2 separate regions of the Danio rerio genome follow, and region 2 is linked to region 1. Evidence: chromatin contacts called from public HiChIP or PLAC-seq data. All regions are on one chromosome and are shown on one strand. Each heading gives the region's core, a stretch centred on a gene start, on an enhancer-like site or on the middle of the called end of the contact. The rest is flanking DNA. Distances are from core to core; before and after follow the strand shown. Region 1 holds the start of LOC137489850. Region 2 holds the start of brd4 (bromodomain containing 4).

Region 1 (7,068 bases), core at 3,704-6,203:
TTATGCAGTGTATCTGCATAAATTATAATAAATATAATAAAAAATGTGGCGCTTTATGGTTTTCTAGGAAGTCTAACAGTATTCAAATACAGAAAATGAACCAAATGTAAACTAACACGGTCACAATTGTATAAATAAAAAAAATATAATATCTTTATCTTTTCATCTTTAATAAATAATCTAATCCTGCGATGTGACTATTGCAGACACACACTGTGATATTGATGCTCAAACAATATATTGTTCAGCCCTAATACACAATAGCATAGGATGTGATTATTCATTACTTTTGTTGTAAATCCTGCTGATTTCCATTGTGAATGTTATTTAGCTCACTAATCCTAATAGATAAGGGCTTAATTGAAACTGGAAACATGGCTTTTTGTCAATAAATTAACTTCTATTCATCAAAGATAACGTTAAATCGAAAGAACTGCTTTCACAATGCCTAATTGTAATAAATGTTTCTTAAATCAGCATTATAGAATGATTTATGTAGAATTATGTGACACTGAAGACTGAAGAAATGAGACTGAAAACACATTTCATAACATGAATATAGAAGAGCTATTTCTTAATGAAATAAATGCAGCAATGGTGAGTGTTAGGCTATGTTCCCACTGCAAGGCTTAGTACTCAAATCTGATTTTTTTCTCATATCTGATTTTTTTGCATGGCTGTTTACATTGTTATAAATGTGGCCAATATCAGATTTGCAGTGTGGTAACAGATCATGTTCCTAAAGCAGAGGTGGGCAAACTACAGCCCGTGGGCCATAAGCGACCCGCTGAACACTTTTATCCGGCCCGCAAGGGAGTTTTTAAAATGCTGCTTCTGAGAAGGTTTGGTTTAGAATTAGTAAATTGATAAAGCAATACAAGTGAACGCCATGTGATGGCAGCACTGCACGCAGTACAGTTAGTGCAATCAGTAGACTTAGAACACACTCTCAGATATTAAAATGCACTCGACAGTTAATGACCGAACGCCATAGATATATACATTAGATGTCGCCTTCCCTGTTGTTGTCTATTAGAAGGAATGCGTCAATAGAGCCGTCAATTTAGTACAGGGTATCGCTCCTTTGAAATGAATGCGGGACCAATCTGCAATGGAGAACTGTGGCAATCCAGAGCCAGAGAATCACACATATATACATATATCTATGATCGGGAGTTTTCCCGGAGGTCAGTGTGCAGTATCTTTTTTTTTTAATTACGAAACGTATAATTTTACATCACTTTTCTACATTGATGGATAAGTGATCGCACAGGCATTCCTGACAAAAAGCTTGTGTTTGTGTGTATGGAAATGTACTATCCACCCACCCTGTTAAATTAGTTCTAATCATGTCCTGAAACACACCTCCACACCTGCTTTCACTTCTCATACTGACGGAGGGAGCGATTTGTTTGTGTATGAACTTATGAATGGAATTTGTGTATTTACAAATTGTGTTTTGAAATTACGAAAGAAATTTGTGTATTTTTGAATTGTGTTTTGAACTTATGAATGGAATTTGTATATTTACGAATTGTGTTTTGAACTTGTGAATAGTATTTCAGTCATGTATAAATTTATACATAGGATTTGTGCATTTACAAATTGTGTTTTGAACTTAAGAGTGGAATTTGTGTATTTTTGAATCGTGTTTTAAACTTATGAATGGAATGTGTATTTACAAATTGTGTTTTGAATTTACAAATGGAATTTGTGAATTTTTAAATCGTGTTTTGAACTTAAAAATGGAATTTGTGTATTTTTAAATCGTGTTTTGAATTTATGAATGGGATTTGTATATTTACGAATAGTGTTTTGAACTTACGAATGGTATTTGAATCATGCTTTGAATTTACGAATTGGGATTCGTGCATTCACAAAATGTGTTTTGAACTTAACAATTAAATTTGTGTATTTTTGAATTGTGTTTTGAACTTAATAATGGGATTTGTGTAATTTTTAATTGTTTTAAATTTACAAATTGGACTTGTGGATTTACAAATTGTGTTTTGAACTTACAAATTGGATTTTGTAAAAGTGAATTGTGTTGTGGATGTGTAAAACTTCTTTGTAAATGTATTAGTTTTGAAACTGATCTGGCTCCATGCTACTTCCTGTCTAAACACTCTGCCATCCCAATAAAGAACAACAATAATAAATAAAATGGTTTTAAGCTCTGAAAAGTGAATATTTTATATTGATCTATTTTCATAAATAAATGATCTAAATGATAACTCTTGATTGAAAATTTTAAAACACATTATCAGTAGTTTAAAAAACTAACAAATGGACATTTCACTCAGTGTACCTATTAAAGCCAAATCCAGATACACAATAATAACTTTGAAGTTGTCTCTTAAATGTTTTTTAAAAAGCTGTTATTTTTTAATGAATTTCCTACCAAAAAAAGTCATGAAAATGTAACACTGAGGACTGATCATACTTTCATTACCATTGATCCAGACAGAACACTTAAAAACCCTGACTTTACTTACCTTGAGTCTGAAGAGTCTCTGTATCAACACCAGGGATGGTGTACAGACTGCTTTTGACCCTCTGCACCGTCCTCTAGAAAACAATCCGCAAAGACGAAAAGGTAAAAAGTCAAACTCATCAAGGACCAAAAAGTAATACAAAAACTGCATTGTAAAGACCTGCATCGCAGCTTTCATGAGCATCTCCAGTCTCTCATCATCAGGTAAAGACAGACTGATGGTTTCACACAGAGCTAAAAGAGAACATCAACAATCAGAAATGACTCCAGCAGAACGTCCTGTAAAAGGCTCTGTGATGCAGGACTCACGCTGAGAGGAGCTGCTGAAGGCCGGTAGAGAGCGCCGGCCTCTGGATGATCTCCTCAAGGACTTCCGCCGAGAACGAGGGTTTTGTTCGGCAGCAGGAACACTTACACTTTCCTCTTCAACCTTGTTCTCGGGCTGCTCGTCGTCTTCTAAACGCTGCATTGCTGCTGGAGCAGGAGAAGTGCAGGGAGACTTCTGAGGAGGACCAGAGACGTGGTTGCTATCATGAGGGCGTTTGACTCCATGAGAGCCTTCTGAGGCCTAGATCATACACATGAAATTAAAACAGTTAAAGGGACAGTTCACGCAAAAATAAAAAATTTACTAACCATTTACACAAGATTTTATGAACATATTTCTTCTGTTGAGCACAAAACAAGAAGATACATAGAATGTTGGAAAAATACAGCCATTGACCTCCATAGTAGTAATACAAAATACTATGGAAGTTAATGGCTGCTGCTTTTCTCCATATTCAAATTATCCTGTTGTGAGTTCAACAAAAGAAACAAACTCAAACAGGTTTGTAAGCTGAAGGTGAAAAGTGATGACAGGTAAACAGTATTTTATTCATATTCATTCTTAGAAACTGTAAAAAGTTCTTTTTTTTACAATCAACAATCCAATTTCTATTCTATTTGGTAGTCTTTAATATTTAAAAAAATATCTAAAAGTTTAAAAGTTTATTCTAATCAATTCAATTCAATAATTGCTTTATTGGCATGACAAATGTTACAAATGTATTGCCAAAGCAGTTATAAAGTTTACATAAAAAGTAACATACATATAAAAATTAAATAGTAAAAAATAGTAGTAGTAAAAAAAGATGATATTTATATATAATAATTAAATAAAATATTAACAATACAGCATATTATTTAATATATCACATTAATATTCAATATATTATATTATTATTCAACATATCATATTTTTCATAAAAATCAATACAAACATAGATCAGAATAAACTACATTTAACAATCAACATTTTAGGATAAAACAGTAATAAAAACAATAATAATCAGTATATTTACAATGATTAATTTATAATCACCTAGGTGTGTGTGTGTTTCTGCCGGCGCATCACTGATGTTTTTTTGGTCTGCTCTCTCTTTTTGTGACAAGCATTAATGTATTGGGCCGCTAGAAGGACACACTTATTTTTATTCTCTCTCTCTCTCTCTTTTATATATATATATATATATATATATATATATATATATATATATATATATATATATATATATATATATTTAATGTCCTGCTACATTTATTATTCATAATTTAAAACCTTTGAACCTTTAAAAACCAATTAATACATACATTAGATTTATTTTGTTAATATATGATCAAATCTAAAATTTTATGCAGTTCATACATTTTACTTTTAACACTCTGTACACAAAAATCAATTTCAGCAGCATTCATTTAAAATAAAATCTTTTGTAACATTAGAAACGTCTTTAAAATGGCAAATCATATAATGTGTGCTTGAGAAGTTTTTCTAAACAAACAAACAAAAAATTCTGAACAACTAAATCACAGGAATCTAATCGATTTTCAAATATATTCACATAGAAAAAAAAGTATCTGAATACTAATTCCTAGTATAACTGTTTTTATTCTATTGTGCCAATTTGAACCAACTAGTACCAATTGAGCATTATGTCAATGCCTCAGACTGGTTTCCTGAACATGACAATGAGTTTACTGTACTCAAATGGCCTCCAATAGTGGACCTTTGGGATATGATGGAAAGGGAGATTCACATCATGGATGTGCAGCTGACAAATCTGCAGCAACTTAGTGATTCTATCATGTCAATATGGACCAAAATCTCTAAGGAATATTTCCAGTACCTTGTTGAATCTATGCCGCGAAGAATTAAGGCAGTTCGGAAGGCGAATTAAGGTGTACCTAATAAAGTGGCCAGTGAATATATACTGTATTATGTGACTAAATAATTTTGGATTTATGTTTTTCCCTCTAATTATCATTTTGCTTTTTTCATTATTTCCATCTAAGGTTTGTTTAAAGTTTATTTTATTCCCATTATTAAAGTCAAAATACTTATATGATGCAAAAAACACAATACACACACACACACACACACACACACACACACACACACACACACACACACACACACACACACACACACACACACACACACACACACACACACACACACACACACACACACACACACACACACAGACACACACATATATATATATGGATGGTATTACTACAAACCATCTGAATAAATAAACCATTGTGTATTGTATTTTTATTTATTATTCTTAATATTTTTTTCCATTATCTTTTAATAATCATATCAGTTTTTCTTATTTGCGTACTTATTAAAACTAAGTGTGTGTAGGTATATATTCTATATATGTATTACAAAATCACTTTAAGATTGTACTCATTGTTTATGTATTCTGCAATACTTTGGCAATACTTAACAGCTTTGACTAGCTCTTTTGATTTGAATTCATTTAAAATTAATAATGATTTCAATAAGGAAATGTATTTAATGTGATTTTATTGTAGTAAAAAGTTACCTTTCTCTGTCTGCACCATAACAAAAGCCCTCATTATTTCAGCGTTTCTGCAGGTTTCATCAAGTCAAATTTAAGACATTTTAAGGTAATTTTAAGACCATTATGAATGAGATTTTAGATCATACATGTCTAAACACTAATGGTTTTCGGTTAATGGCCTGGTTAGACCAATGAAATTGAAAAAGGAACACATGTAGTTATTTCTTTACCACATATTTTAATGTGTCAAAACTAGAAAACTCTAGTTTGCATCTTATCCAGTTACTATGACCATTTATGTGAAGCTGCTTTGACACAATCTACATTGTAAAAGCGTTATACAAATAAAGCTGAATTGAATTGAATAGTTGTGTAGATTTTTTTCAACAAGCCTCTTTTTTAATTACAAGTTTAACATTGTTAAAAGTATATTTATTATGAAGAAAACAACACAAAAAATGCAAAAATATATATTGTTTGGATTTGGTCCAAATTGATTGAGTATAACTCTTATTCTAATGCGCTTCTGTTATAAACCCTTAAGTTTCATGCCTATTTATAAACTTTATGTTGTCCACTCACACTTTCTTATGTAAATAATTTGATTGTAAATGGAAGATTATGTAAAGGGATATAAAAATGATCAATTATAACAATAATACACTATTCCTAAAAGTTTAGCATGTTTAGCATTATCTGCAGATTAAAAAATCATTCTGGCTATACTTTAGCAAATGAAGTTATTTTGTATTTCATTTTTTGATCACTCAGTGTTACCAACTCAACTATTTTTGATTCACATTTTGAATATATGTTGCCTGCGCTTTTGCACACATTTGTTCTGCCTCTTACGGCCTGATTCTGAATTATTTTCTTGATTTTCATTTGTTAAACTATATTTTCTGTTCAAAGGTAATTATTTACATTTAGTTTTGATTTTTGTTTTTCTGCGAGTTGATGTTGCACTCCTACACTAATGACTATATTATTTATTTCTTATGGAAATGGCATGTATATTTGCGGCATGTCTAGCTGGATGGATCACATTGAAGCGGAATACTTTAAATTCATTTATTAGATATTATTTCAGTCAATATATGTCAGTTTTGTTGTTTGAGTTTCACAAAAAACTCTCAGGTTTCATTTGTTGTGCTTCTTTGTCTACAGTTACAGCAATTTCTAACTGATTATCTATTTAAGACAGCTTTTGTCCCTTAGATCAATTTATTTAGCTATTTTTTCATTTATTTTATGTCATTTGCACATTTGCAGTCATTTGAGTTTAAAAGAAAACATTTCTTAGTCTTATGTCTTGTTACCATAGTGACATGTTCTGAGAATAGAACGCATTCCAAAAGTGTACTTGAAGCCCTGCATCATCGGAGAATATCTTGTGAGTTTGTTGAAGTGGAGTAGTACAGGTGTGTTTTTGGCTGTTAAGTGTTAAAAAACTTGCGTTCCGAGAGTTTTGAGACCGTCTCAGCCATTGAACATCTTTCGTTTGAGTGATTCACGGTGCAAGACCGAAATCCTCATCCTATTCCAGCTAGCAAACCCCAAGTTTTTGAGTGGTTACAGGTGAAAGACTGAAACCCTGTACCGAATTATATGATGGTTGAACAGATTTCTGATCTCCCCACAACATCAGCTGCTAAAATGGAGGAAGACGAAGTTCCCAAAGCCTGCAAGATCTCCCAGAGCCAAAGAAAAGTGAAGCAG
Region 2 (6,124 bases), core at 23-2,522, 150 kb before region 1:
CTGCTCGTCATGCAAGTTCTGGTGTTGAACTAACAGCTTATGCTGAATGTATTTAATACACCATATATGCGTTTACCTCTATAACGAGACAACCGAAATTTCTGCAACCAAATCAGGATCACTAAAATGAAATCTGAACGCAAACCGAAAGCATTGCGAGGCTAATACCGCGACTGATAAGAGCTGCAAACTGACAGCGTTTCGAACCAAATTTACCTTACTTTAAAATATAGTTATAATACTAACACTAAAAACACACATTTCTACTATATACATTTACTTTCTTGCATTGCATTTTGCTTACAACGTAAAGGTTGCGAGCTTCCCGTTATACGGCGCAGAAACACAAAATGGCGACTGCGGGCAGCTCAGCTGAGTCCTTACACTCAAAGTCGCTCAAACACTGAGGCCACGCAGTTATATTCCCGTTAAACGGGCTCATACACACTCAAAACAAATACTAGAGGGATATAATGCGGTTTGGGTCAGTATAACCGGCATTAACAGCAAGAGAACGAGGTGTACATTTGCTCTGACCCGCTATCAATGCTAACTGTGTGTGTCACGGACTCGTCGTGCACGTATCTCAGTGTGCGTACATGATCAAAACACACGCTCACCACTGATCAAAAGCCTGAAACTAACACGAGCCGTGATTAATAGACATCTGTCAATGTCAGACGCTTGAAACGAGCGCGGATCACATGAACCCGACTTAATTAATTTGACCGTGCGTAAAAGTGCGGGCATTCTCGAAGCATTCTACGTTAAATCGCCTGCATTCCCGCACAGGGAAACGTGAGATTTTCGCGCAGCGCGGCCGTCAAGCTGCGCAGAGCAGGGATGCGATGCTAAAACTATACAGCAGTCGGCCTAATGCTAACAAACAACCTCAGTACCCTGCATTATCCTTTTCTTTAACACACGCCTAATGCACAGAACATACTTCGTCTCTAAAGCACACATGCATCCAGCCAAAGGGCTAAAACACATCCACACTGAGCCGTTTTCACGAACGAGTGTGCTTTCCTAGTAGCTAGCATTAGCATTCGGCGACACACAGGCCGCTCTCTCCGCGCACACCAGACAATCATTTCAGCGCTGATTAGCGCGCTTGACCCTTGCTCGAAACGACGCAGCACACGCTGGCACCGTTAGTAAGAAATAAACGCTTTGCATAAGTATGAAAGCCGTGAGTTTATTTACCTGCTTTATTTTGTTGTGAGGACGCGCGGGCTCTTTCTCTCCCACAATCCAGAACAAACAGCTCGAGACGTCGGTGACGTCATGCAGCGCGGAGGACGCACAGGACGTGAGGACAGCGAGCGCTGCTGTCACACGTGTGAAAGATCACTTAAAGCCGCTCTGCTCGCTTTTAAACCACAGTCTCAAATTAGAGAGCAGTATGAGGCGACGTGGTGGGAGAAAAGTCTAGTTTAATCAATGGAAAGACATCAGGACAGAAATAAATCTTTATAGTGTTCATTTTTGTTCCATATCGTTCTTTCTTTCTGCCTATTATATTGCATGCACGAAACAACATATAAATATCTACAATGTATTAAAAGCAATGTGCTAAGATTTAAACTAATGAACAAACCTTGAGCTAAAGTTGAATAAATATGCTTTAATAAATCAATTTACTCCGTGAGGGAATTGGTTGGGCATGAAATTCTGTGATAGTCAATGTAAAAATAGCTTCATTTAAAAGTAATGTTAATATAAAACTTTTCGTACACAACATATTGATGAATTACCATTTATAATTGGACATTTACACACATGGGCATTTTTATAAGCAAAAGAGGGGCTGAATAAAAATAAAAATAAGCAATCTTCACCTATTTGCAAGACTTAGAACTTGTTCATATTAGATTATATATATATATATATATATATATATATATATATATATATATATATATATATATATATATATATATATATATATATATGTATGTATGTATGTATGTATGTATGTATGTATATATGTATGTATATATATATATATATATATATATATATATATAATCTAATATGAACAAGTTCTAAGTCTTGCAAATATATATATATATATATATATATATATATATATATATATATATATATATATATATATATATATATATATATATATATATATATATATATATATATATATATATATTATTTTTCCCCAATGTTGTTTAACGGAGAAAATATGTTTTCAACAAATTTCTAAACATAATAGCTATAATAACTCATTTCTAATAATTGATTTACTTTATCTTTGCCATGATGACAGTACATAATATTTTACTAGATATTTTTCAAGACACTTCTACGACATTTAAAGGCTTAACTAGGTTAATTAGGTTAACCAGACAGGTTAGGGTAATTAGGCAAGTTATTGTATAATGATTGTTTGTTCTGTAGACTATTGGAAATAAATATAGCTTAAAGGGGCTAATAATTTTAACCTTAAAATGATTTTTTTTAATTATTAAAAATTGCTTTTATTTCAGCAAAAATAAAACAAATAACACTTTCTCCAAAAAAAAAAAAATATATATATATATCTTCAGACATACTGTGAAAATTTCCTTGCTCTGTTAAACATCATTTGTGGAATTTAAAAAAAAAGAAAAAATAATAATTCTGACTTCAACTGTATTTATTTATTTATTTATTTATTTATAAAAACAAAAAGGAACAGGTATCAAGGTATCAATCAGGTATCAATCAAGCCTTTATTTGTCACTACACTTTTATATAGCGAAATTGGACCACCCAGACCATACACAAAACATCACACTTTTTAGGGGAGACAGATCATAGGAGGTGGACAGATCATAGGAGGTAATAAGTTTTACAATAGAGATTACATACAATAAGTAATCAACAGTCTATGGGTAAAAAATATTAAAAAGTAAATAAAATTGTAACTAAATAATTAATAAATATACTATATATACTTAGAAATATACTTTTTGTTGTCAAACTTTGCAGAGAAATAGCTTACCTTTCTGGTGTACTGAGTTTGATCAACCACTCAAAGACTTAAAAAAAAACAATGTTATTTTAGAATTGGCAAATTTATTGACACAAACTAATATTAACAATATTAATCAGCAGTTCAGGTTACATAGCTTATCCATGTATGTTATTGTTCGATTAAGAAAAAAAGCATTGTGATTAAGTCAGTCTTCTGGATAATTTATATGTGGTATAAAAATAGCTCAGTGACAGTTGTTTCCACAAAGTCACATGGGGTGTATTGAAGGGTGAACTTCTCCAAAGACAAGCAGCATTAGCTATAATGTCTCTAGATATATCTCTCTGACTATTACTGTTATATAATCATGAGCAACTCTTTAATGCACTGGCTTTTACTACCAACACGGCTAAGCTTATGGACCCTCTCTTTGGTCTATTACATTGTGGTGTATGGCACAGCTGGACTGACTGCTTGCTTGGTTTTGATCCGGATCGCCTGGACTGGATTAAAGGATCCATATGGAACTTTTCAATGGACCGTCCGAAAGAAACCCCCAGCCTGTCTTCAAGACCCTGAGCTTGGTGACCATGCATTTCTGAAGGGCAGGGTGAGAGGATTTTAAATGGAAAAAATATCAGTTATTTATGCTATCGGATGATTTTTTGAAAGATTATCTTTCAACACAGTATTATACAAATATTATTTTTGAAGCTATACAGTAGGTTAAATAAAAATTTTAATATAATTGGCGAGTAACGTTGTCGACTATTTTTTGGTGTTTATTTAAGTTATAATTGTAGGCTAATTTTGCTGTAAATTTAATGGCAGTCTCTCATTGAAAACGTAAAAGTAAACCAGCAGTATTTCTCCTCCTGTGTCCTGTGTCTTTAGAAAGGTGAATGAAAGGCTAAAGGATTGTCCAAATCTGGTGTTAGTGCGCCACCTGTGTTTAAAAAAATAGCACGGCGTTCACAATCCTGCTGGCTTTCCTTTGTCTTTATGATCACACTTCAGCGCTGTAACTCTTGCAGATTTACTGTTGAATGGAATTTATTTAAAGGCTGATTGATATCGACTTAAACTACTAGTATACTTATTAAAATAATTTATTTTGACTTTGTTTTTTTAATTATTTCCTATACTCTAAATCTGTTTTGTTGTTGTTTGTCTTTGTTTTACCCTGCAGAGCTCAGGTTTGAGGTTTCATTATGTGACTAAAGGAGACCACAAAAAGCCTCTAATGCTGTTCCTTCATGGATTCCCAGAGAACTGGTAAATTCTGCCTTCATTTGTTTCTTTCTGCTGGCTTGCATTTTAACTGATATCTAAATCTTTTTGACACTTTTTCTTTTGGTACTCATGCAGAAAACAGCCTGTATCAGATTAAATGAAGTCTGAATGAAAAATTAAATAGAAAAAAAAATTGTTGTTACAGTATACTTTAGCTGAATTCTATAACCACAATTTAGTTAAAAACTACATTCTAGTATTTATTACAAGGTGGAGTTCTCTGTGTTTGTGTCTTGTTGGTTTCGTTTTGTACAATATGTTCTCTGTCACTGGGGCGGTACCTTTTTGAAAGGTACTTTTTTGTTCCTAACAGGTCCTTGCAGTTACATATAATTACATAAAGTACAAATCTGTACCTCATAGTACCTTAAAGTACAAAAGTGAACCTTAAAGGTAGAAAAAGTGTGCAAAACAGATATTAATATGCAGCTTTAAAGAAATACTTCATTCATTCATTTATTCATTCATCGCTTTTTCGGGGCCGGGTCGCGGAGGCAGCAGTCTTATGAGAGAACCCCAGACTTCCCTCTCCCCAGGCACTTCCATCAGCTCCTCCGAGGGGATCCCAAGACGTTCCCAGGCAAGCCGATAGTCATAGTCCCTCCAGCATGTCCTGGATTTTCCTAGAGGCCTCCTCCCGGTGGGACATGCCTGGTACACCTCCCTAGGTATGCGTCCAAAACAGATGCAGAGCCACCTCAGCTGACTTTTCTTAAAGTGGAGGTGTAGCAGTTCTACTCTGAGCTCCTCCCGGGAGACAAAGCTCCTTACCTTATCTATCAGGGTGTGCCCTGCCACCCTGCGAAGGAAACTCATTTCAGCCACTGGTCTCTGAGTTCTTGTCCTTTCAGTCATGACTCAAAGCTCATGACCATAGGTAAGAGTAGGAACGAAGACTGACCACTAAATCGATAGCTTTGCCTTTCGGCTTAGCTGCTTCTTTACCACAATGAACTGATACATCGACCGCATTACTGCTGCCGCTGCACCAATCCACCTGTCAATCTCAGGTTCCATCCTTCCCTCACTCGTGAACCTACTTGAATTCCTCCACTTGGGGTAAGGACTTTTTTCCAACCTGGAGATGACAAACCACCTTTTTCCAGTGGAGCACCATGGCCTCGGACTTGGAGGTGTTGATTCTCATCCCAGCCATGTCACACCAGTGCATGCTAAAGATCCATGTTCGATGGAGCCAACAGAACACTGAATCATCTGCGAATAACAGAGAAGAGATCCTGTGGTCACCAAACCAGCCCATGGCTGCGCTTTAAAATTCTGTCTAGAAAAATATAAACAGGATTGGTGAAAAAAGAACAGCCCTGCCGGAGTCCAACATACACTGGAAACCAATCTGACATATTGCCAGCAATGTGAACTAAAATTTGTCTCTGTTCATACAGGGAATAACAAGAAATACTTGTTTACTTAAATGTTTTAAAGCGAAGTGTAACGGAGGCCATCTAGTAAGTGTTGTGCAGGTAAACCTCACTCCTCCAACCTCTAAAAGGTGCTCTAGCGTCAAACACTAGAGGCCATGGTCTTTAGCCTCCTTGGTATAGCAACCAACTCCCATGCGGAGAGTCGCTGGATCGATACCAGGTCGAAGCAGGGGTTGGGTGGCGTAGGACAGGCAGGGTTACAGATGCTTAGTCTGTATCATGCCTTGCTTTTAGCCTATATATATATATATATATATATATATATATATATATATATATATATATATATATATATATATACAGATGTTACTACTTCAATGTGTTCCTTGTGCCGCCATTCATACCGCGGCGACGGCGGTACTTGATGCGCCAGCAGCATTTGACCGCTGGGTGGCACTTTAACCACAGATATTCA

The links. HiChIP or PLAC-seq counts read pairs in DNA pulled down with a chosen protein or histone mark.
Region 2: a contact with region 1 is called in an H3K4me3 HiChIP or PLAC-seq map of gastrula embryo, with 2.6 times the contacts expected there. The contact joins the promoter of brd4 here to the promoter of LOC137489850 in region 1. A contact is called at or near these places in 1 of 18 Hi-C or Micro-C datasets (caudal fin) and 1 of 4 datasets of contacts at active chromatin or transcription factors (gastrula embryo).

Annotation. Positions count from the first base shown.
Region 1 is chr3:55,499,175-55,506,242 of GRCz12tu, reverse strand. It overlaps LOC137489850, which reads left to right and starts at 4,953. Exons shown (of 4, transcript XM_073945057.1): 1 at 4,953-7,068. The coding sequence starts at 6,958. It overlaps dsn1 (DSN1 component of MIS12 kinetochore complex), which reads right to left. Exons shown (of 11, transcript NM_001386492.1): 3 at 2,804-3,062; 4 at 2,655-2,728; 5 at 2,496-2,568.
Region 2 is chr3:55,646,025-55,652,148 of GRCz12tu, reverse strand. brd4 (bromodomain containing 4) reads right to left here and starts at 1,272. Exons shown (of 20, transcript NM_001111281.2): 1 at 1,207-1,272. LOC570571 (epoxide hydrolase 4) reads left to right here and starts at 3,205. Exons shown (of 7, transcript XM_068219440.2): 1 at 3,205-3,584; 2 at 4,164-4,249. The coding sequence starts at 3,342.